7 separate regions of the Mus musculus genome follow, and all the other regions are linked to region 1. A link is a contact called in public Hi-C, HiChIP or PLAC-seq and promoter capture Hi-C data. All regions are on one chromosome and are shown on one strand. Each heading gives the region's core, a stretch centred on a gene start, on an enhancer-like site or on the middle of the called end of the contact. The rest is flanking DNA. Distances are from core to core; before and after follow the strand shown.

Evidence for each region. Promoter capture Hi-C pulls out the DNA fragments that hold promoters and counts their contacts. A called contact is a pair of places that touch in the nucleus more often than the background predicts. HiChIP or PLAC-seq counts read pairs in DNA pulled down with a chosen protein or histone mark.
Region 2: a contact with region 1 is called in a promoter capture Hi-C map of cranial neural crest. The contact joins the promoter of Phf20 here to the promoter of Trpc4ap in region 1. A contact is called at or near these places in 4 of 39 promoter capture datasets (the 3T3-L1 cell line, 3T3-L1-derived adipocytes, cranial neural crest and 1 more) and 3 of 115 datasets of contacts at active chromatin or transcription factors (memory CD8 T cells, microglia and pancreatic cancer cells).
Region 3: an HNF4G HiChIP or PLAC-seq map of pancreatic cancer cells shows a contact between it and region 1. The contact joins the promoter of Nfs1 here to the promoter of Trpc4ap in region 1. A contact is called at or near these places in 1 of 39 promoter capture datasets (pre-B cells), 1 of 484 Hi-C or Micro-C datasets (pro-B cells) and 1 of 115 datasets of contacts at active chromatin or transcription factors (pancreatic cancer cells).
Region 4: a contact with region 1 is called in a Hi-C map of LSK cells, with 6 times the contacts expected there. The contact joins the promoter of Cpne1 here to the promoter of Trpc4ap in region 1. A contact is called at or near these places in 2 of 39 promoter capture datasets (both in liver), 1 of 484 Hi-C or Micro-C datasets (LSK cells), 2 of 115 datasets of contacts at active chromatin or transcription factors (memory CD8 T cells and microglia) and 1 of 9 other capture datasets (pancreatic islet).
Region 5: a promoter capture Hi-C map of liver shows a contact between it and region 1, with 2.9 times the contacts expected there. The contact joins the promoter of Spag4 here to the promoter of Trpc4ap in region 1. A contact is called at or near these places in 2 of 39 promoter capture datasets (both in liver), 1 of 484 Hi-C or Micro-C datasets (embryonic stem cells), 2 of 115 datasets of contacts at active chromatin or transcription factors (memory CD8 T cells and pancreatic cancer cells) and 1 of 9 other capture datasets (adipose tissue).
Region 6: a contact with region 1 is called in an H3K27ac HiChIP or PLAC-seq map of microglia, with 4 times the contacts expected there. The contact joins the promoter of Pigu here to the promoter of Trpc4ap in region 1. A contact is called at or near these places in 1 of 484 Hi-C or Micro-C datasets (LSK cells) and 5 of 115 datasets of contacts at active chromatin or transcription factors (bone marrow-derived macrophages, effector CD8 T cells, embryonic stem cells and 2 more).
Region 7: a promoter capture Hi-C map of fetal liver shows a contact between it and region 1, with 2.4 times the contacts expected there. The contact joins the promoter of 6430550D23Rik here to the promoter of Trpc4ap in region 1. A contact is called at or near these places in 3 of 39 promoter capture datasets (embryonic stem cells, fetal liver and stem cell-derived epiblast-like cells) and 1 of 9 other capture datasets (pancreatic islet).

Annotation. Positions count from the first base shown.
Region 1 is chr2:155,690,977-155,693,839 of GRCm38.p6, forward strand. Trpc4ap (transient receptor potential cation channel, subfamily C, member 4 associated protein) reads right to left here and starts at 1,408. Exons shown (of 19, transcript NM_001163452.1): 1 at 1,163-1,408. The coding sequence starts at 1,330.
Region 2 is chr2:156,195,148-156,198,010 of GRCm38.p6, forward strand. It overlaps Phf20 (PHD finger protein 20), which reads left to right and starts at 1,500. Exons shown (of 18, transcript NM_172674.2): 1 at 1,500-1,650.
Region 3 is chr2:156,142,707-156,145,569 of GRCm38.p6, forward strand. It overlaps Nfs1 (nitrogen fixation gene 1 (S. cerevisiae)), which reads right to left and starts at 1,480. Exons shown (of 13, transcript NM_010911.2): 1 at 1,314-1,480; 2 at 661-752. The coding sequence starts at 1,434. Romo1 (reactive oxygen species modulator 1) reads left to right here and starts at 1,447. Exons shown (of 3, transcript NM_001164216.1): 1 at 1,447-1,574; 2 at 1,753-1,883. The coding sequence starts at 1,753.
Region 4 is chr2:156,110,472-156,113,334 of GRCm38.p6, forward strand. It overlaps Cpne1 (copine I), which reads right to left and starts at 1,494. Exons shown (of 16, transcript NM_170590.3): 1 at 1,315-1,494. It overlaps Rbm12 (RNA binding motif protein 12), which reads right to left and starts at 1,494. Exons shown (of 3, transcript NM_029397.3): 1 at 1,315-1,494.
Region 5 is chr2:156,063,831-156,066,693 of GRCm38.p6, forward strand. It overlaps Spag4 (sperm associated antigen 4), which reads left to right and starts at 1,383. Exons shown (of 12, transcript NM_139151.4): 1 at 1,383-1,841; 2 at 2,304-2,408; 3 at 2,737-2,803. The coding sequence starts at 1,532. It overlaps Gm39970 (a long non-coding RNA gene), which reads right to left and starts at 784. Exons shown (of 3, transcript XR_866890.1): 1 at 175-784.
Region 6 is chr2:155,356,009-155,358,871 of GRCm38.p6, forward strand. It overlaps Pigu (phosphatidylinositol glycan anchor biosynthesis, class U), which reads right to left and starts at 1,416. Exons shown (of 12, transcript NM_001004721.1): 1 at 1,258-1,416. The coding sequence starts at 1,387. Mir695 (microRNA 695) reads left to right here and starts at 809; the gene lies at 809-917.
Region 7 is chr2:156,002,926-156,005,788 of GRCm38.p6, forward strand. It overlaps 6430550D23Rik (RIKEN cDNA 6430550D23 gene), which reads right to left and starts at 1,502. Exons shown (of 6, transcript NM_001145351.1): 1 at 1,416-1,502; 2 at 756-1,060; 3 at 400-560; 4 at 176-325. The coding sequence starts at 1,010.

The DNA.
Region 1 (2,863 bases), core at 158-2,657:
TTTAAATATGTAGCGGTGTATAGAAAAATCTCACACCCATTCTCTCATCCACTCACCTAATTCCTGCCCGTCCCTCTCCCATCAACACTGTTTGGTTCCTTATGTAGTCCTCAAAACTATATACAAAGCTATCTTGAAATTAAGCTAATGTTTTCAAAGTAAGTTCTGGGATCACCTGGGAGAAAGAAGAAAAAGTGAGAGGAGTCACCTATCCTCATCTATTTATTCTAAGGTTGTGCCCTATACACCCCCCTCCCCCGCAACACACAGACACACACCCTACACCACCACATGTATAGGACATCAATCATTACACTTAATAAGCTAGACACTAAACAGAACAATAACTGATTACCCTTCAGCCCTTATATGCACCTGAAATACACTAACACTTGACACATCTATCTCCTCTGAATTTGACAATAGCCTTAAAGGGTGAATTAAATGAGTAAACAACGGCCCTGAAAGGTAACTTGCCCGAGGGAGAAAGAGAATAGGGCTTTGAACTAAAGTTCTTCCCCCAAAGCATGTATCCCTACGCTAGTAAAAGAGTCTTCTGCACCCGTTGGAGCTCAGCCTAATGTGAGATACAGGCGTGAAAGGGCAGACAACAAAGAAATATGCAATTACAGGCAAAGAAAATAGAGCATCAGAAAACGAATTGGGTGATCTGATAGAATAACAACCGGGGGGCCTACTTTAGAAAAGGAGGAGGAACGTTGAGGCCTCTGGGAAGATGACATTTATCATAAGCTTGGGAACCGTTTGGGGGCGGGGGGGCGCTGCAGTGAAGAGGACCCCGTCCTGCTCACAAGGGGCAAACACGAGACCAGTAGAAGATGAAGCCAACTCGCCAAGGTCCTCCAGACACGCAGACGTGGCGCAGGGAAATGAGGATCTAGAAACTCGGCCCAGGGCTTAGACGCGCCATCAATACCCCAGGCAGCTCGACTCCACTCGGCCCAGACCCGCAGGCCTCCAAGCTGGCCACTGCCCTCCGTCCCAACGCGGCTGACAGCGTCCGGACCGCACACAGGACAGCGCCGCGGCCAGCCAAGGGGGATCTGGACGGTCCGCAGCGGCCTGGAAAGGCCTCTTCCCCGGCCCCTGGCCAGCTCCAGCCTGGCCCGCCCCGCCCCGCCCCTCCGGGCCGGCCTCGTACCTGCACCGCCCGGACCAGGCCTCGGCCGGTGAGCTGGCCCTGCCGCAGCTGCAGCAGGATGTTACCCGGCCGCGGTCGACCTCCCCAGCCGCCCCACGCCGCCGCGGTAGCTGCCAACCGCCTCCCCCGGCTGGCCCCAGCTCCAGCCGCTGCGGGCGCTGCCGCCATGTCTCCTCGTCCGACAAACAGGAAGCAAGCGGTCCCGGAGCCGTGTCGATTTCTACGGGGCGGCGGAGGACTCTCTACATCGCCCCTAGTGGACTGACGCGGAGGTGCAAGCCGCGTGGCAGGGACTGTGCGTGCCCCGACGCCTTATGGGAACTGTAGTCTTTACCGAGGGGGAGCAGGTAGCTGAGATGTGGCTCTTCCTGGCCCTCCAGTTTGCTGAGTGGGATACCTCCAGCATTTCTTCGAGGTTGCTCCAAGTGGAAAACCAGTCACTATGTGCACAAGCTCTCAAAATTTTCGCTAGCTGGAAATGATGCAAGCCCAGTGTCCAGGGAAAAATTCTAGGCCCTAGGCCAGAGTTGACACTTGACACGTGTCCCCTTCCTTTTACAATTGACTTTAGCCAAGTCACTACACATTACCCCTAGCCCTCAGTCCATTCAATATTTAGGTCCTGGGAGCCAGACTAGTCAACTAATATTTTTATTACAATTAACAAATATGTGCTTTATGTAAATGAGACGTAAAGGACCATCAATGCTATTGCTTATTCGAAGAAAATGGCGAAAAATATTTCATTTACAGATAGATGTCAAAAAATAGTTCCTAAAGGCACCAGCTGTACTCCTCATACTGAATATATAGGTGAGGTGGAGGGCGAGGTGATAAGCAGAACAGCAGAGGGCCCTGTTAGGGGACGAGGGTTTCAGGGGACCACAGCTAATCCACACAAACAAATGTAGTTATTTATTTGGCAAACTGTATCCCCTATCAAATAGAATATTGCCCTCATTTTCCCCGCAAGTAGAACTGAATTCACTGGCTCCGACAAACCTCGGAAGCAGGGTGGTGCTGACTCTCCCCACTTTCTCTTCTAGGAGGCTATCTTGTAACAAAAATAAGTTGAGTGTGCCAAATTAGGATGCCATGAAGTTTGCTACTTGTAACTAAGGTGGCTATAATTTGTTGCCCAAACCAAAAGTCCTTAAAAAGTGAAATGATGTAATAAGTAACTTGCAGTGGAACAACAGCAGGCATTTGAGATCGCTGCCAAGGCAAACTAGACTGTGACTGACATCTGCATGCTACTTGCAAGGTGTGGCTCCCACTCGCTCCAGCAGATCACTGCCTGGTGACCTGGTTTAAGACAAAGAAAATAGGATAAGGAGAGATGAGTCAGTGGGTAGAAGCACTGGCTGCCAAAACTGACGACCTAAGTTGTTGGGTCCAATGAACCCATGTTGGTGAAAGGAGAAAATAATTCCTCCAAACTGCCCTCTAATCAATCTCTCTCTCCCTCTCCCTCTCCCTCTCCCTCTCCCTCTCCCTCTCCCTCTCCCTCTCCCTCTCCCTCTCCCTCTCCCTCTCCCTCTCCCTCTCTCTCTCTCTCACACACACACACTTTAAATGTAATTTTTTTTGTTGTTTTGGGGTTTTTTTGTTTTTGTTTTTCAAGACAGGGTTTCTCTGTGTAGCCCTGGCTGTCCTAGAACTCACTCTGTAGACCAGGCTGGCCTCGAACTCAGAAATCTG
Region 2 (2,863 bases), core at 250-2,749, 500 kb after region 1:
GTTTTTGTTTTTCTTCTTTGAGACAGGATTTCTCTGTGTAGCCCTGGCTGTCCTCCTGGAACTCACTTTGTAGACCAGGCTGGCCTCAAACTCAGAAATCCACCTGCCTCCTGAGTGCTGGGATTAAAGTCTTGTGCCACCACGCCTGGCCTTTTTTTTTTTTTGGTTTTAAGGCATTTATTGTAGAAAGGCAGAGAGAGGAAGAGAGTAGGGAAGGCTGAGAGTAAGAGCAAGAGAATAAGAGGTAAGAGAGTGTTCTCTTTGAGAGAGGCTTTCTCTTCATAACCCTAGCTGTCCTAGAATTTTCTATGTATGGGATTAAAGGAGCCACCACACCTGGGCTCTACTAATAAAATTTTTATTTTATCTTATTTTTATTTTTTATTTTTGGTTTCTTTGTATACTCCTGGCTGTCCTGGAACTCACTCTGTAGACCAGGCTGGCCTCCCAAGTACTGGGATTAAAGGTGTACGCTGCCACCACCGCCCGGCTTTTTTTTTTGGGGGGGGGGGGCAAATGTTTTGCTTGGAGAGCTATGCTTTTGTGTGAAGAATGACTTTTTTTTTTTTTTGAGACAGGGTTTCTCTGTATAGCTCTGGCTGTGGTGGAACTCACTCTGTAGAACAGGCTGGCACTACACGAAAACAGTGAACAATGACTTTAATCTCAGTATGTCAGGGGCAGAAATGTGGATCACTGTGAGTTCAAGACAAACCTGTCTATACACTGATTTCCAGTCTAGCCAAGGCTACACATATTGAAACTGTTTCAGAAACAAACAAACAAACAAACAAAAACAGCATCAAGTGTGGTTAGATGAGCAAAGGCTTAGATTGACAAGTAGTGTAGGGACATGATGCGATTAGACATAATTTAAGAAGTGCAAGTTTGGTTGCTCCCAGTGTCAAATCAAAGCATGATCGCCTCAGTAAATAGCAATTTTACCACTTCTCGTTAGCACTTGCTAAGTCCCACTGGAGAAACCTCTTTTTTGTTGTGGCGGCATCTTGGACCTTGCTCCCTAGAGACAAAATTCGGCTTTTTCTTTTCAGTTCCCGTTGGAATCCTTTTCTAAGGATGAGAGAGAGCAAAGGCAGAGGTGAGAAGGTTCAGATGAGGACTTGATAGGGGCAGAGCACAGAGGGCGGACTGGTGACAATCGATCTTGAAGATTTAGCTCTTCTTCTGGAGAAGGAACAAGTCGTTCTGATAAGCTCTTGCGTGTGAAGAGCGGATTGGAAGAGGGAAAGTAGTGAGCTGTAAAGACTACGATCTCCGTGGAGCGTGGTGACAGACGGGGTAGAGGGAGGTGGGCGACTTTCCACCATTTAGAAGGAGAACTAAGAGGGTACATAGGCAGCACCCAGGCCAATGCTTCTGGTGACCTCAGCCGTCACGGGTGAGTGCGGACTCGGCGTTCCCGCTTCAGGGAGGTGGGCGTGGCTTGCTCGCGCTGTCGTCCTGGCGACCGGGAGGGGCGGGGCCCGGGGCGGGGCTGTAGGGAGGCTGCGTCACTCGGCGGTGGAGATGGTGCGTGTGTGTGGGGGGCGGGGGATACGCTGGGCGCGTCCCCGGGGTCACGTGGTGCGCAGCGCGCACAGTCCTTCTGTCGGTTGGTCTGGAGCGGCGCAGCAGGAGCGGGGCCGTGAGGTGAGCTCGTGGCGAGGCGCGGCGACGCGAAGCCAGCTGGTTGGGGCCGTGTTGGGGGCAGGCCCCGTGCCGCGCGCGCGCTGTGCGGGCGGGACCGGGGACGGACGCCCCGGCCACTGCGGGACCCTGGCTCACTCCTGTTCCCCGACTGGCCCCCGGATCACCCAGCCCCGGAGGGAGGCCCGGGGACCGCTGCTGAGAGCGTGGCGGGCGTGCGAGCGTCGCCCAATCACTGCGGCTACCCGCGGGAATGACGGCCGCTCAGGCCAATCAGCGGGGCCCGAGGGGGCTGGGCCGCGAGGTGCGGGCCCGGGGCGCGGAACGGGGCAGTGGGGGTGGGGATGGGTGCTGAGGCTGCACCCCCTGCTTAGTCCGCGAGATAGGGGGAGGCCTAAGCTGCTGCCTCTGCCGCGGGGACGGGTTTTCGTGAAGTGCCTTTCTTATCCTGATCTGGGAAGCACACCCTTTCCTCACGACCCTGTATATGGGAGTGTCCCCTTTCTCTGTAGTTTGGAAAATCTGGGCGTCCCTCCACTCTTAAAATCTCTAATCTTGGGATTTTTCTCTCGATTTCTAACCGTCCCTGAAAACGGATTGAAATCATACTCTCTTTTCTTTGCTCCCCCATACTGAGGGAACACTCCTATATTCAAACCTAATTAACAGTTTTCCCTTTTCAATTTGGGGTCCAGTCCGTTAGTAGGTTCCTCAGAAATCAGGTCACTAACCAAAGTTATCTAATACTTTATTATTATTATTATATCCCACAACTCCAGGGAGGACGACCTCTGTCCAGGCCTCAGCTCTGGTATGTTTTCAGAAGTTAGTGAATGTGGGGGTCAGTTCTTTTTTTCTTAGTCCTTTAGTGTGGAATGCGCACCCCTTTCAGGCTCTTCTCCAAATCCTGATGCTTCTGGCACATAGTTTGCAGTTTCATCTGTAAGGGGCTTCACTAACGTGTCCTTAAGTATGTCTTGGGGCTGCACTCTTTGATGAGTTCTCCAAGCTACCTTGTTTCTCCGGGGGGGGGGGGGAGGGGATTTGTTTTCCTATCTGAGAGTATCTTTGCTTTCAGTGTCCCTTTAAGGTTTGAGATGCGCCTCTTTTAGCAGGAAACAGACCACCTTTGGGGCGCAGCAAGTACTTCTGGCACACTTTTCTCCTGAATCCTTTCATTCCTAAATGTGGTGCACCCCCCACCCACCCATTTTTC
Region 3 (2,863 bases), core at 230-2,729, 450 kb after region 1:
CCCTGGCTGTCCTGGAACTCACTTTGTAGACCAGGCTGGCCTTGAACTCGGAAATCTGCCAGCCTCTGCCCCCGCCCCCCATGCTGGGATTAAAGGCATGTGCCACCAATGCCTGGCACATTTAACAAACAAACAAACAAACAAACAAAAGTTTGAGGGGGCTGGAGAGATGGCTCAGCAGTTAAAGAGCACTGACTGCTCTCCCAGAGGTCCCGAGTTCAATTCCCAGCAACCACATGGTGGCTCACAACCATCTGTAATGGAATCTGATGCCCTCTTCTGGAGTGTCTGAGCATAGCTACAGTGTCCTTGTGTATATATAAAATTAAAAACAAAACAAAATAACAACATAGGTTTGAAACTCCCTATGTGGCTTAGGCTGGTCTTAAGCTCACTCAAACTACCCATGCCACACTGTCCAGCTCCAACACCCGAGCAATTACTATTAGTTATAATGCCTGTACTGGAAGGATCTGACAGGGTCAGTAGCTAAAAAACAGTAAAGCCTTTTCTACTAAACTAACATCTTAGCCTCCTGATTCCTGGCAGCTCCTTTTCCTAGCACATTTAATAGTTCTCAAGTCGGATGAATTTTAGCCTGTCGGTGAAATTTGTCCTTCTAACCTTTCCTCCCTACAAAGAACCTCTGTTAGTCCTTACCAGAGGAGTGGTGGCCTGTACGTCCATGTAGAGAGGTCGCAGCACTGCCTCTGCCTCTGAGTGAACAGGCGAATGGGGGCCATGATCTACAACTAACAACAGATAGCAGTGGCAAAGTGAGAAACCGTGGACGAAGGGCACACAAAACAACAGATGGTCAAAGCTTCTTTGAGGTGAATTTAAGGAAGGCGGAGGTCCAGTGTCAAAGTAAACAAACAACAACACGCGCTGAAAGACATCGAGTTAAGTAATAGACACAGGGTTCTTGGAAAGGGCGCGGGCAGCAGCAGTCGGGGGCAATGTTTAAACTACATAGCACCGAGTGGGACGAGCTGTAAAAAGCAAAGCCATTTAGAAGAAAAGTGAAAAGCGCAGGTTCCTTCAAAGGTTCACGGCAGGAGGAAGCTCATCTAGCATCTTTAAGACTTGGTCAGGAGAGAACTGAAGGATGAGAATTCCGCTCAAGGGAAGTGCGGAGCAGTATGTAAGGGCCCTCCCGAAAACAAATAGGAGACCGGGCGACGGGAAGGTTTAAGAGACTGGGCGATGGAACAAGGCGGGTAGGATCCGCAATAATGCAGTGCTTAGCAGCACCGACCCAAGGGGGTTCGCTCCTCCAGAAACCGTGGGAACGAAAAGGAAAGGGAACGTACCGCGCAGGCGCAGTCCCCGGGTGGGCACCGAGGACCTTCCCAGGGCCAAGGAGGTAGCCGCCAACGACGCCCGCCTCCAAGCGGCTCGCAGCAGCATGTTCCCAGCCACAGAGCCCACCATCCGCGGCGCTTGCAAGTCCTCAGCCCATGCTCCCGGAAGTAACTGCGCTGTGCTCCGGAAGCGATCCCACGGACCGCGAGCGCCCTCCGCCTAGCATTCGGAGTGAGACGTCGAGCTGAGCGATCGCAGCGGAGAACGAGGTGAGGTGGGGCCCGACAGTGGCCTGCGTCGCGCGTGCGGGGTCCTCCATCGCGAGGGTGGTGGAGGCGTGCCGCGGGCTGGCTTCTGACCCGGGTGCTATGTGACCCTGCTGTGCGTCCCCTGGCCGACGCCACGGCTGGTGACCAGGCCCTCACTGTCCTAGCACTCTCGCCGCAGATGCCGGTGGCCGTGGGTCCCTACGGGCAGTCCCAGCCCAGCTGCTTCGACCGCGTGAAGATGGGCTTCGTCATGGGTTGCGCAGTGGGTATGGCGGCCGGGGCGCTGTTCGGCACCTTCTCCTGTCTCAGGTGAGCCTCGCGGACAGAACTTCCTGCCTTCCGAGGGCTCCAGAGCCCACTCAGACGAGGTTGAAAGCACAGGATTTACGGATCTGAGTTCTAAAGTCAAAATGGCTTTCTGACTCCTTTGTTAGTTCAGTGTTATTGAGTTTAGTGGAGTACTGGACACTTACCTCCACTTTTGTAAGAGCCAATCATATTAGTATGATTTACATTATCTGGCACGTCGTAATTACTTAGCGAAGGGTTATTATTGTTGCATGGCGTTTTAACTCCCAACTGCATGTAATGAAGCAAGCCTGATGAGAATTAGGTGTAGTGAAATATTCTACCTCTGAGATAAACTGCTATCACATTTGGATACTGTGCTTATAAATTACTATTTACCCAGCACTAGTTTAATTGTAGTGCTAAGTACTGTAGTTAACCACCGAGCATTAGCTGTGAGCACCTTAAATCCACCAGCACTCTGGACGGAGTGGCAGATTCCTGAGTTCGATACTAGCCTGGTATATAAATGTGAGTTCCAGACAGCCAGGGCTGTTACACAGAGAAACCGTCTCAAAATAAATAATAATAATAATAAATAATAAATTAAAAAGTGTAGTTACCGAGTCTGTAATGTCCATTTTACACTTTATGCAGTTTATAAATTGCAGCGCTTGACTCAATCTAGGTTAAACAAAACAAAACACTAAGGAATTATCTAGAAGAAAACTGGCTACTCAATGATAAAATACCATAGAGGCACAAACACGACTGCTTTCTTGCCCATGTACTTCATTATCTCTGCATCTACAAACTAATGCAGCATTCAGCACAGGTCCTAGAGACCCTAGATAGATATTTTCCTTGTCATTGCTAATCCTATGTGGGGAAGAGTAGCATTTTAAGAATGACAAATGAGATTGTCAAGCTGTTAGTGCTTAATATATTCAACAGATTTTAAAGGGGGGTACTTAGTTCAAATCTCTATTCCTGTAATTGTA
Region 4 (2,863 bases), core at 244-2,743, 420 kb after region 1:
CCTATTTTTTTTAAATAAAGATTTTTTTGTAGGATTTTTTTCCAACTGCAAACGCTCTTTAACATTTTAACAGTATACAATGGTTAACAAGGTCCCGGACAATTTTTGTTTCTAAGACTGAAGTTCACCAAAAATTACAGCTCAAACTATCCAAAAAGCCCTGAAAGAAATAGTCTCTCCCTTGAGTTGCCATCCATCCTAGTTTTTTCCCACCAAGTCATATAATAAGATTCGCATCAACTTAAATCTTAACGTACACAATAAAATGGTTTCTGCCAACTGCACACACTCAGTCATCTCGGAATCTAGGAGCCAAGAAGGCTTTAGGACCCAGAATACTTCTGCAACACAGCCTGTAATTCGCAACTTTATCTACCAGAATGAATGGATCTTTAGCACTTGAATAAACCACAGGGGACTCCTTAGAACTTCCAATAAAACACACACTTAGGTTACTAACTCGCTTACTAACACGGGCACTCCAACCTGCTACGTTAGTCCATACCCCAATACTAACCTGTAGATCTTTAAAATGCCTTTCCTTCTATTTTACGCGGCTGCAAAGTGGCGCCGCCAACCTTCAGACAGTAAGTAAGCTATCTAAGACACCCACCCTCCTTCCTCCAACTCCCAAAGGTGCTGCAGATAGCAGCCCCTCCCCTAGTTGGGAATCAAGGACCAGCCATCCTAGCTACAATTCTTCAAGCCTCTCCGACCTACAGGGCGGCTCCAATCACCTACACTTAGGAAGCCCCTCCTCAGCGCTAGACCTAGGAAGCTATACACTGCAATCCCTGCACCTCCAGGCCCTAAAAGCGACCGGTTCCCAGCCTCCCAGGACACCTTTCCTCCCCATAGGAATGTCCCTAGTGTAGTCCACTTTTGCAGGTCATAGGCCACTAGGACCTCTTCACTTCGGGGCAGAGGTGAGAGTTAAAACCTCGTTCCCGCTTAAAGCCAACGAAGCCTTCCCCACTAAGCGTGCAGGCGTTTTCATCGCAATCCCCCCCCCCCCGACCCGGTAGTTCGCAGGCCGCGAGGCCACCCGATGCTGGCCGCTTCCCCTCTCAGGACCACCGGGCATCCCCGCTAAGGCCCTGCTCCCACTTCGGCACGCAGACTCCACCTTTCGCATCCTCGGAGGCCCCGGAGCGTGAGCGGCGCCCCAGGACCCCCGCAGCCCCGCCGCGACCCTTTGTGTTGGGCGCTCGCGGCCGCGGGCTCCGAGGCCTGGGAAGGCCCCGCCCCGAGGCACCAAGGAGGCGGCTCGAGCCCCGCACAGCCCCGCCCGTTCCGGGGCTGCGGGAGTCTTACCGGGGAGAGCTTGCGCGGCACCAGAACCCAGACCCGAGTTACCCCCCGCGCGAGTGCCTCAGCCCTGCGGCCGACAGCCCCAGCCCGAACGGCTTTCCCGGAGCCCACTGCAGCCAACACCTCCACAGCCGCTTCACAAAATGGCCGCCCGCCCGCTCCGGCGCTCCGCGTTCCCGGAGTAGGCGGGGCGCCGCTGCCGACGTCACCTGATGGGAGACGCAGGCGCGCTGAGGATTTGGGGTGGGGGCAAAAGCTCGGAAGTTGCAGGTATTTGTGGTGAACCCGGTATTTTAGTAGCTGTTTGCAAAGTCAGACCTGAAGCTATTGTCCAAGGTTCCTTGCAGAGCTTTTAAAGTACAGGCTCCTTTGGCTCTTGGAGACCCCCGTGAAGGGAGAAAAACAATGCCTTCACTGCAGAACTGTCTTGAGGATTAAACGCACCAAGAAGCAAAAGCTTGAACCTTTTTTTGACTATTGAAAAAAAAAAAAATGGGAGGCAGAGGCAGGCGAATTCTGAGTTCGAGGCCAGCCTGGGCTACAGAGTGAGTTCCAGGACAGCCAGGACTATACAGAGAAACCCTGTCTCGAAAAACCAAAAAAGAAAGAAAGAAAGAAAGAAAGAAAGAAAGAAAGAAAGAAAGAAAGAAAGAAAGAAAGAAAGAAAGAAAGAAAGAAAGAAAGAAAGAAAGAAAGAAAGAAAGAAAGAAAGAAAGAAAGAAAGAAAGAAAGAAAGAAAGAGAAAGAAAGAGAGAGAAAGAAAAGAAAGAAAGAAAGAAAGAAAAAGGAAGGAAGGAAGGAAGAGAAAGAAAGAAAGAAAGAAAGAAAGAAAGAAAGAAAGAAAGAAAGAAAGAAAGAAAGAAAGAAAGAAAGAAAGAAAGAAAGAAAGAAAGAAAGAAAGAGAAAATAATCCTGCTTGGCAGTGGTGGCACAAGCCTCTAATCCCCGCACTTGGGAGGCAGAGGCAGGCAGATTTCTGAGTTTGAGACCAGCCAGCACTACACAGAGAAACCCTGTCTTAAACACACACAGAAAGAAAGAAAGAAAGAAAGAAAGAAAGAAAGAAAGAAAGAAAGAAAGAGAGAGAGAGAGAGAGAGAGAGAGAGAGAGAGAGAGAGAGAGAGAGAGAGAGAGAGAGAGAGAGAGAGAGAGAAAGGAAGAAAGGAAGGAAGGAAGGAAGGAAGGAAGGAAGGAAGGAAGGAAGGAAGAGAAAATATTCTTCTGCCATGGGGCTGGAGAGATGTCTCAAAGGTTAAAAGCTCATACTGCTCTTCCTGGCATCTTAAATTCTATGAGCTACATGGAGTGGCTCACAACCTCCTGTAACTCCAGCCTCAAATCTGACTCCCTCCTCTGGCCTCTGTAGGCAGCGACACTAATATGTACAAACTCTCACACAGAGACATTAATAAAAATAAATATAAAAAGAGTAAAATATCTTTCAATATTTCCTATAATCCCCAGTATTTGATTATACAGGGAGACCTAGGCTCTACCAGACTCTGCCCCTTGATTTTGTGTGTGTGTGTGTGCGAGAGAGAGAGAGAGAGAG
Region 5 (2,863 bases), core at 133-2,632, 370 kb after region 1:
GAGCTTGGGAGGTGGGGGAGGCAGGCAGATCTGAGCTCCAGACTGGCTTTGGCTGCATAGTGAGACTCTGTTTTAAAAGTGAATAGGAGGGGCCATAATAAATGTTTTAGTGTGTTGGATGATGCTCTGTTCCTTCCTAATATTTACTGCTTCCCTAAATACTAGGGCACTTACCAGGCTAGACCCGTCTAGGTACTGCAGGATACAGAAGTGAACAAAATCTAGGTGCCATTGTAGCTGGTCATGATGGACATGATGACATGCCCATAGTCTCAGGCTTGGGAGACTGTACCGGGAGTATGGTCCTGACTCGGGACCATCCTGGGTTATATATCCAGTACCAGGCTAGCAAAAGAATCAAAGCAAAACCTCTTGTCTAAATTACATAGGAGATTGGGGCAATGTCATAATCAATAAAATGTGCGGAAGCCCGGGGACCCATGTGCAGATACCCAGCACTGTAGGTAAAAAGCGACAGACCAGAGCTCAGGGGACTGTGATCCCGACTCTGAAGAGAGAGAAACAGCAGAATCCCTAGGACCCGTTGGTTAGCTCTCTAGTCAAACTTGTAAGAGACCGTGACTCAGAACAGAGAGGAGGAGTTGAGATGGCCCAGTGGATAAACCTCACGCTTGCTGCCTAAGCATGAGGACTTGCTTGTAAACCCCGAATCCACATAAACAGAGGGTGCTGTGGTACTTGCCTGTCACTGAAGCTCTGTGGGAGTAGGGACAAGTGGAACCATGGAGTCGTCCCAGCCCTCGTTCAATGGTTCTCAAACTGTGGGTCGGGACCTCCTTTGCAAACCTCTATCTCCAAAAGTTTATTCATAACAGTAGCAAAATTACAGGTTTTCTTTTAAAGACTTATTTATTTTATGTATATGAGTACACAGTTGCTGTCTTCAGACACACCAGAAAAGGGCATCGGATCCCATTACAGATGGTTGTGAGCCACCATGTGGTTGCTGGGAATTGAACTCAGGACCACTGGAAGAGCAGTGAGTGCTCTTAACCGCTGAGCCACCTTTCCAGTCCAACAAAAATATAGTTATGAAATAACAATGAGAATAATTTTATGGTTGGAGGTCACCCAACATGAGGAACTGTATTTAAAGGTCGCAGCATTAGGAAGATTGAGAACCGCTGGGGCCTAGTTGAAAAAACAAAACAAAAAAGTGAGCCCCAGGTTCAGAAAGAGAGAATCTATCTCGAAAGCTAAGGTGGGGAGCAGGAGAAGACAGCAGCAGAGATCAACTTCTGGATGGACACACACACACACACACACACACCCAAACCATGAACAAAAATGTATCAGGAAAGGGGGATGGGCTGCTGGCTCCCAGTGACGTCACGGGCGCTCTGTGACGCGGCTCCTCTGTGACGGTGACAACAGCACAGCAGCGGGAGGGTCGGCCGAGCCGCCGCGGGGCTCACGCAGGGTGCTACCCTGCGGCGCGAGGCAGCTGAGGAAGGGCCGAGGGCTTTGGCTGCGGCGACTTCGGCTTCCCAGAGGGGTAGCCCAGGTCAGGATGCGGCGGAGCCCCCGCTCAGGCTCGGCCGCATCCTCTCATAATCACACACCCAACTTCTACAGCGAGAACAGCAATAGTTCCCACAGCGCGACTTCGGGGGACAGCAATGGGCGCCGGTCCGCTGGGCCGGAGCTCGGGGAGCCCGAGGGCAGAAGGGCCCGGGGCTCGAGCTGTGGTGAGCCCGCCTTAAGCCCAGGAATGCCCGGAGGAGACACATGGGCAGGAAGCTCTCGGCCGAAGCTGGCGCCTCGGAGCCACAATGGGCAGACCGCCTGTGGCGCGGCAACCGTGAGGGGCGGGGCCTCGGGTGCGGGCGGGGTCGAACCCGGGGGCGAGAGGGCGGGGCGGGCTCGGGGGCGGGGCCCGGCGCGGACCTGGGTGCAGAAGCCCCGACCTGGCTCACGAGGGGACGTGCTCGACACGTGTCCCTCGGGGGCGAGCTCGGTGCCATGGCCGGTCCCGGGAGGGGGCGGAGGAAATCCTGTGCCTGGGCATGGCTGAGGAGGTGCCGCAGGGCCGGCGTGAGTGTGACCCTAGTCCGGCCGCACGGGGACTCAGACTGGGGGGCGGTTTCCACTGATTGAGACTCTCCAGCTCCGGGTCTGGGCGTGTGCAGGGAGTGTGACCTGGGGCAAAGGCCTGGACTAAAAGCCTGTTTGAGAGGCTGCCCAGCTGTTTGGCACTAGGGTCAGGAGCCTGCGCCCGGGCCCCGAGGGGAAGAGCGGGCCTGTGGTGCACAAAACCTCAATGGTGCCCTGGGCTCTTGCAGAACCGTCTGGATCTTCTGTAGTTTTGGAGGAACAACTCAACCTTCTCCCGATCCTGGATCTGAGGCAGGAGATGCCTACCCCGAGGGTGTCCAAGAGCTTCCTGAGTACGAGCCAGGCCAGCCCCATCCCCTCTGACCTTGGCACTCAGAACCCCATTTCTGCTGAGTCTGAGTCAGAGAAACCAGCCCAGATGCCCTTTGACCTCTGCTCTCGGACCCCCGCCCCTGTTCCCAGTTCTCCTCCTCGAGCCTGTGCCCTAGTGTCCAGCCTCAGCTCATTTCCCCAAACGACCCTTGCCTCCTGAGCCCCAGACTCTTGTCCTCCGCACCACCCCAGTCCCCACCCCGGCTTCTCTTGAGCCCTTCTGAACCTGCACTACCTCACCTTCATGGATCACCCTCTCTGAGCTGCTTCTCCGGTCTCCGTCCCTAGGCCTCCTCTTTCAGGTGCTGAGCATGGTGTTATCCCTGGCAGTCGATGGGCTGGTCTGTGTGTGCAGGTCAGAGGGAACGGCAGGGCTCAGGGAAGGGCAGCAGGGCTGGCCCCACCCAGGCTAGAG
Region 6 (2,863 bases), core at 166-2,665, 330 kb before region 1:
ATGTATGTGTGTATATATGTATGTGTGTATATATGTATGTATGTATGTATGTATATATGTATGTAGGTTCTGTTTTGTTTAAAGACTTAAACTTGATCTAGACAGATGGTTCAGGGGATAAGAGCACTCAATGTGCAAACATGAAGATCTGAATCTAAATTCCCAGCACCCCTGTCAAAAGACCCAAAATAACCATTGCCTGAGATGCCTGTAACTCCAGCATTGGGAGGATTGTAGGAGTGGAGACCGGCAGAAACCCCCGGGGGTGGGGGCATACAGCCCAATTGAAATAGCTTCAAGTTCAAGTAGACCCCATCTTAGGAAATAAAGGGTAGAGTAATACAGAAAGACACCAGACATCCTCCTTTGGCTTCTGAACACACACCACAAGCACACACAACCCCCGCCCATACACACACAAGTAATAATGACAATAAATAAATAAATAAATAAATAAATAAATCAAACTGTAGCCCCAACCTAACCCACATCTTTTTCTGCTCTGAATATTTCACAACCTCGGGTATTTCTTGATCCTTTGCAACCTTAAAGTCCTCTTTTTTCTAATCTTTTCCCAAACCTGGTCCTTCATTCATTCATTCCGGAAAAGGGAAGGCAGTTTACTCAGGGTCAGACACTAAGGAAGTGACTATAGAAACTTGTTCGTCTCCTCTACTGTCCTGTGGCTCCTTCAGCTCAATCTCTGTCTTCTTGGAGGCGATAGTATGCAATAGGGTTTAATACACACACACACACACACACACACACACATACATACATATATTTAAAAAGCAAACTAAGAAAAACTTCACGAGGAATCCTAGATTGGGCATAGGTGACTGAAGTACACAGCTGCCTTTCTTACAAAGGCACTGGTTACCTTGGTCCTGGTCACCGGCTCGGCTATCTGCTACTCGGTGGAACACCCCCAGCAATCTCACTGTCAAAAGCTAACACTTCACAAGTCCCAATGCACACATCACCCTCGGATATCCATCCTTCCGCGGATCCCGCCGCCTGACTCGGGATACTGGGACACGCCCCCTCGGATACCCATCCCTAGGGTAGTGGGGCTCACACTCCACATCTCCTCCACACCCCATCCTCCACACCAAAGCTCCGCCCTCAGCTCGAAAAGAACCCCCAGACGCGGGTCAGTCTCCACAGAACCGTGCGCTTGTGTCCACCTCCTCCACCTCCAATTCAATTCACAGGCTGGCAGAGCGCCGACCGCCCTACTCTAGTCAGTGGCCTCACCTCTCTTCCAAGAGCTCAGTGGGGACACCACCTCCACCCTCTCGGAAATGAACTCGGCCAAACTGGAGCGAAACAAGGCCGCCCTCACGGTCACGGCCACCACAAGCACCAGGGCCAAGGGAGCCGCCATGATAACTGAGGCGGGCGCGCAGGCAATGCGGAAGAGCCTCAAGACTTGCGCGCCACACTGTAGTACCTCCGTGGAACGAGTGCCGTGGCTGTTGCTGGAGCACACAGACTTTAGGACTACCATTCCCAGAAAGCCCTGCGGCGAGTCGACGGAAAGTGGGATGTGTCAAACTTTTTGCAAAGGTTTGGACTACGCCTCTGATCAAGCAAGAGAAGTGAAGAAATATTGTACCTATTTTACTGAGATCGTGAGCAAAATTTAAAGAAATAATTTCACTCGTGTGAATATTTTAATGTTAAAATGTTTACCTTTATATTTTTAAAAAGTGCGACACTCGTATTTACTGAGCGCCAACCATCCTCAAGGCACTATATTGTGTGGCGAGGAAACACTTTGGAGTGGTTAATTATTAGCTTTGCGACCTTCAGCAAGTTATTTAACCGAGGGAGTCAGAGCAGGAACTCAAGGCAGGAGCTTGAGGCTAAAACCGCGGAAGAACCCTGCTTTTATAGACTTTCTCTTCTGCTCATGCTCAAACAGCTTTCATGCACAACACCAGCACACCTGCCCAGGGATGCTTCCTCCTCCGACAATGAACTGGGCCCTCTCACATCAATCAATTTTTCAAAATCAAGACAATTTCTCACAGACCAATCTGATGGAAGGCAATTTTTCAACTGAGGTTTCCTCTTCCAAAATGACCTTAGATTGTGTGAAGTTGAGAATAATAACCAGGACATGTACTGCAGCAAATTCTGTGTAGGATGCAGTTTTGCTTTTCTCAGTTCAGGTTGGTAGCTTGAAATCCCTCCAGGTGGGAGTGTGTACAGCTCAGAGATAAGCAAACATAACAAGTCAGGGGTTTGGAGAGCCCGTTGATAAGCGCCAACAGAGCCCGTTGATAAGCGCCAACAGTCGTTATGTATGAAAAGTGCTACATGGGTGCTTTAAAATTAGCTATAATAATTAATTATGCAAGAAATTTTTATATCCATGAAGAAAATGGAACAGTGCATCGATTGTATGACCATGGTTAACAAAAAGTATTGAATACTTCAAAATAGGGAGTAGAGGTTTTTGATTTTTCCTAGCACAGTAATGTTTGAAGTCATATGTCAGTTACCCTATGATTACTTGTATACTGTATTGGGTTATCATACTGTACCCCAGTTAAAAAGGAAAAACTATATTTTTAGAAAAATAAAATAAAATAAAATAAAATGCATAATTGAGAATATCCATGGGGAAGGGAGGAATGCTGGTGACAGAACAGGGTGACATTTTAGATGAGAACGGCAGGATGCCTTCTCATGGTTTCCAAGCAGAGGGGACAGCCTCGGAGTCAGGAAACAACAAATATAAATGAGAATCAGGAAAGACAGCCGGAGAGAAGGCTCAGCCCTCAAAGGCTAGGCTCACAACCAAAAGGATAAGAGGATCAGCGAAAAACTGAGTGTGGGCCAAGGAGGAGAAGAA
Region 7 (2,863 bases), core at 252-2,751, 310 kb after region 1:
TTCTGTTGGTGAATCCTGACAGATCCACCATGATACCAGGAAACTTTTCAGCTACATCCTACCCTTCTGCTATCCCCGTTCCAAAAGCAGCCCAGACTTCCCAGCATTCCTCCCACCTCCCCAGGGAAAACTCCCTGTCCCCCCACTCTGAGAATGTCTAACACATCTCCATTACCGTGTCACTTGGGGCACCAGATCAGCAAGCTGCAATAACCAGTACTGCCCCCAGAAACCCTGGTGACTGGCATTCCTGGGACAGATGAAGGGTCCTGCTGTTTGGCTCCTCATCTCTGCCTCGGAGCTGTGGTTGGAGGCCTGATTCGTCCTTGGAACAAAGGCAGAAACTGACTGAATCTGGGACAAGACCAACCTGGACCCTACTACCTTCCCAGTACCCACCTGAAAGCCATGTAGAATAATTGGTTGATATTGCTGAAGCCAGAATTCCCCAGCATGGCACAGGACACACAGTGGAAATCAAAATGGTGCAGGAGGGAATTGGGAGTCACTCCAGATGGCTTCTTCCACACTGTCCCATGCTCGCTCACTGAGTTCATGCCCTGGTAACAGCACAAAGACAAGGTGGGGATTCTGGCACCAACCATCAGTTCTGGGGAGCAGGAGGAGAGACCATGGGCCGAGGTTGGGGAGGGGAAAGGTAAGCAGTAGCCAAGAGAAAGGGTTTGGACCAGAGGATGGGGGACTGGGCCTGGGGAGTGAAGCCAATAGCACAGGTCTGGGTGCTAACAACTGACCAGCCACCAGAGAGCTTTTGTCCTCCAGTATCCCATGAACTTCTCATAACATGCTTCCCCAGCTGTGTGGTGGCAGGTGGAACAGTTGGGGCTTTTTGAAGGGCAGCCACGCTTTCCAAATTTGAAGCAGAACCAGTTACATTGCTGTGGTACCATGTATGTCCATCCCTGCTGGGGTGCCAATTCATGTGTCAGGTACAGGCAGGGAGCAATCATCCACAAGACAAGCCCCCAGAAGACCCAGCAGTGCTCCATGTCTGCCCAGGCAGTGGCTCATGTGGCAGGGAACAGACTGGCTTCTTCACCTGAAAGGACATGGGGGCTGAGGCCACGGACAGCACGAGACAGCATGAGCATCCCCTCATGCTGGCCTCCACAGCTCCCCAGCCTTCCCTTCAGCTCCAATGTACCCCTCCTGTCCATTTTCTCACCCCCAGGGAGGATTCTGACTGGGCCTAGTGAAGATGCTAGCACAGAGTGTCCTGAGTGCTCCCTGCAGAAAGACTGGCTGTCAGCGCCACTCATTATATCAGAGTCCACACTGTGACCACTGTCCTGTACCCTACAGGGGACAGTCATCAGGCTCTTTAGTACTGAAAGTGAGAGCCCAGGGCCACAGTGTCCTCATCTCTCTTCAATTAGGTATCTGAGATTGCTGACCTGAACCTGTGTAGTTTCCCCCAGAAGCCAAGCATTCCAAGATGGTTCTGCCTGCCAGCGACCCCACCATCCCCCGCTGCCATGGTTTCACTGTGATCCTCCAGAATTCTTACTCTCTCCCCTAAATTCTTTTAAATCAACACAGAGTATTGGATATTGTCATGACCCTTTCTCTTATTTATTTTTTTCTAGATTTATGTTATGACAGCTCTCTACAGCCCCTAATATATATTTATATAACAGACTATGATAAAGGAAGCAACTGGAAAGAGCTTTCTAAATTGTGTCAGATTTACTTAGTGTATCTGTGCATGTGTGTGTGGGCATTCAGGCCATGGTTCATGTATGTGGTAGTCATAGAACCACCATGTGGGTTCTAGGAATTGTCCAGCTTAGTCACCAAGTTACCTCAATAGCCCTCAAGAATGTTTTCATTTACTCAAAATAGCCAGATAAAAACAAAAGCAAGATCCTTAACAACTCTCCCTGCAAAACCACTAGGCTAAACTTCTTTTCCATTAGAATGGTTATTTTTTACATGAGTAATTAAACAAGACCCAGATCTGATATATATATATACATAAATTCATATAAAAACAAAAACAGATGGGCAGTGGTGGCACATGCCTTTAATTACAGCACTTGGAAGGCAGAGGCAGGGAGATCCCATAAGTTCAAGGCCAGCCTGGTCTACAGAACAAGTTCCAGGACAACCAGGGCTATACAGAGAAATCCTGTCTTGGTCAAAACAAAACAAAACAGTGTACTTCATCTTGAGATAAGAATGATAAGTCCATCTCTATTTGTTAAAAACCAATTTCCAGCCTGATATGGTGGTGTAGCCTTTACCCTCAGCACTTAGGAGGCAGCAGCAGGTAGATCCCTGTGAGTTTGAGACCAGCCTGGTCTACATATGGAGTTCTAGGCCAGCCAGGGCTACTCCCAGTTCCCAGAAATGATAATTAACTTAAAAGCAGTTAGAAGGGTCAGTGAGATGATTTGCTGGCGAAAGCCCTTGCCACCCCAGCTGATGACCTGAGTTTGATCCTGCAGCTTGAAGAGGTTTGTCTTGACCCGGAAGGTCTGCAGCTTGTTTACAGCCGTCCCCATGAAGTTGCTGAGAGCTGGGGGTGTCATTCTGGTGCTATGGTGTGCATCAGCTACCAGGCTCCCTATACAGAGCTCCCACACAAGCTGGTAAGTATGGTCTGCCTGTATGTATACATGTGCACCGTGTGCATGCAGTACCCATAAAGGCCAGAAGAGGGCTCAGATTTTGCAGAACTGGAGTTTCTGATGGTTGGGGGCCACCTGATGGGTTCTGGGGAATGATCCTCTGAAAGGACAGCCATACGCTTAACTTTTGAGTCATCTCTCAAGCCCTTGCACACATCTTTTTTTTTTTTTTCTTTCTTTCTTTGAGACAGGGTTTCTCTGTGTAGCCCTGG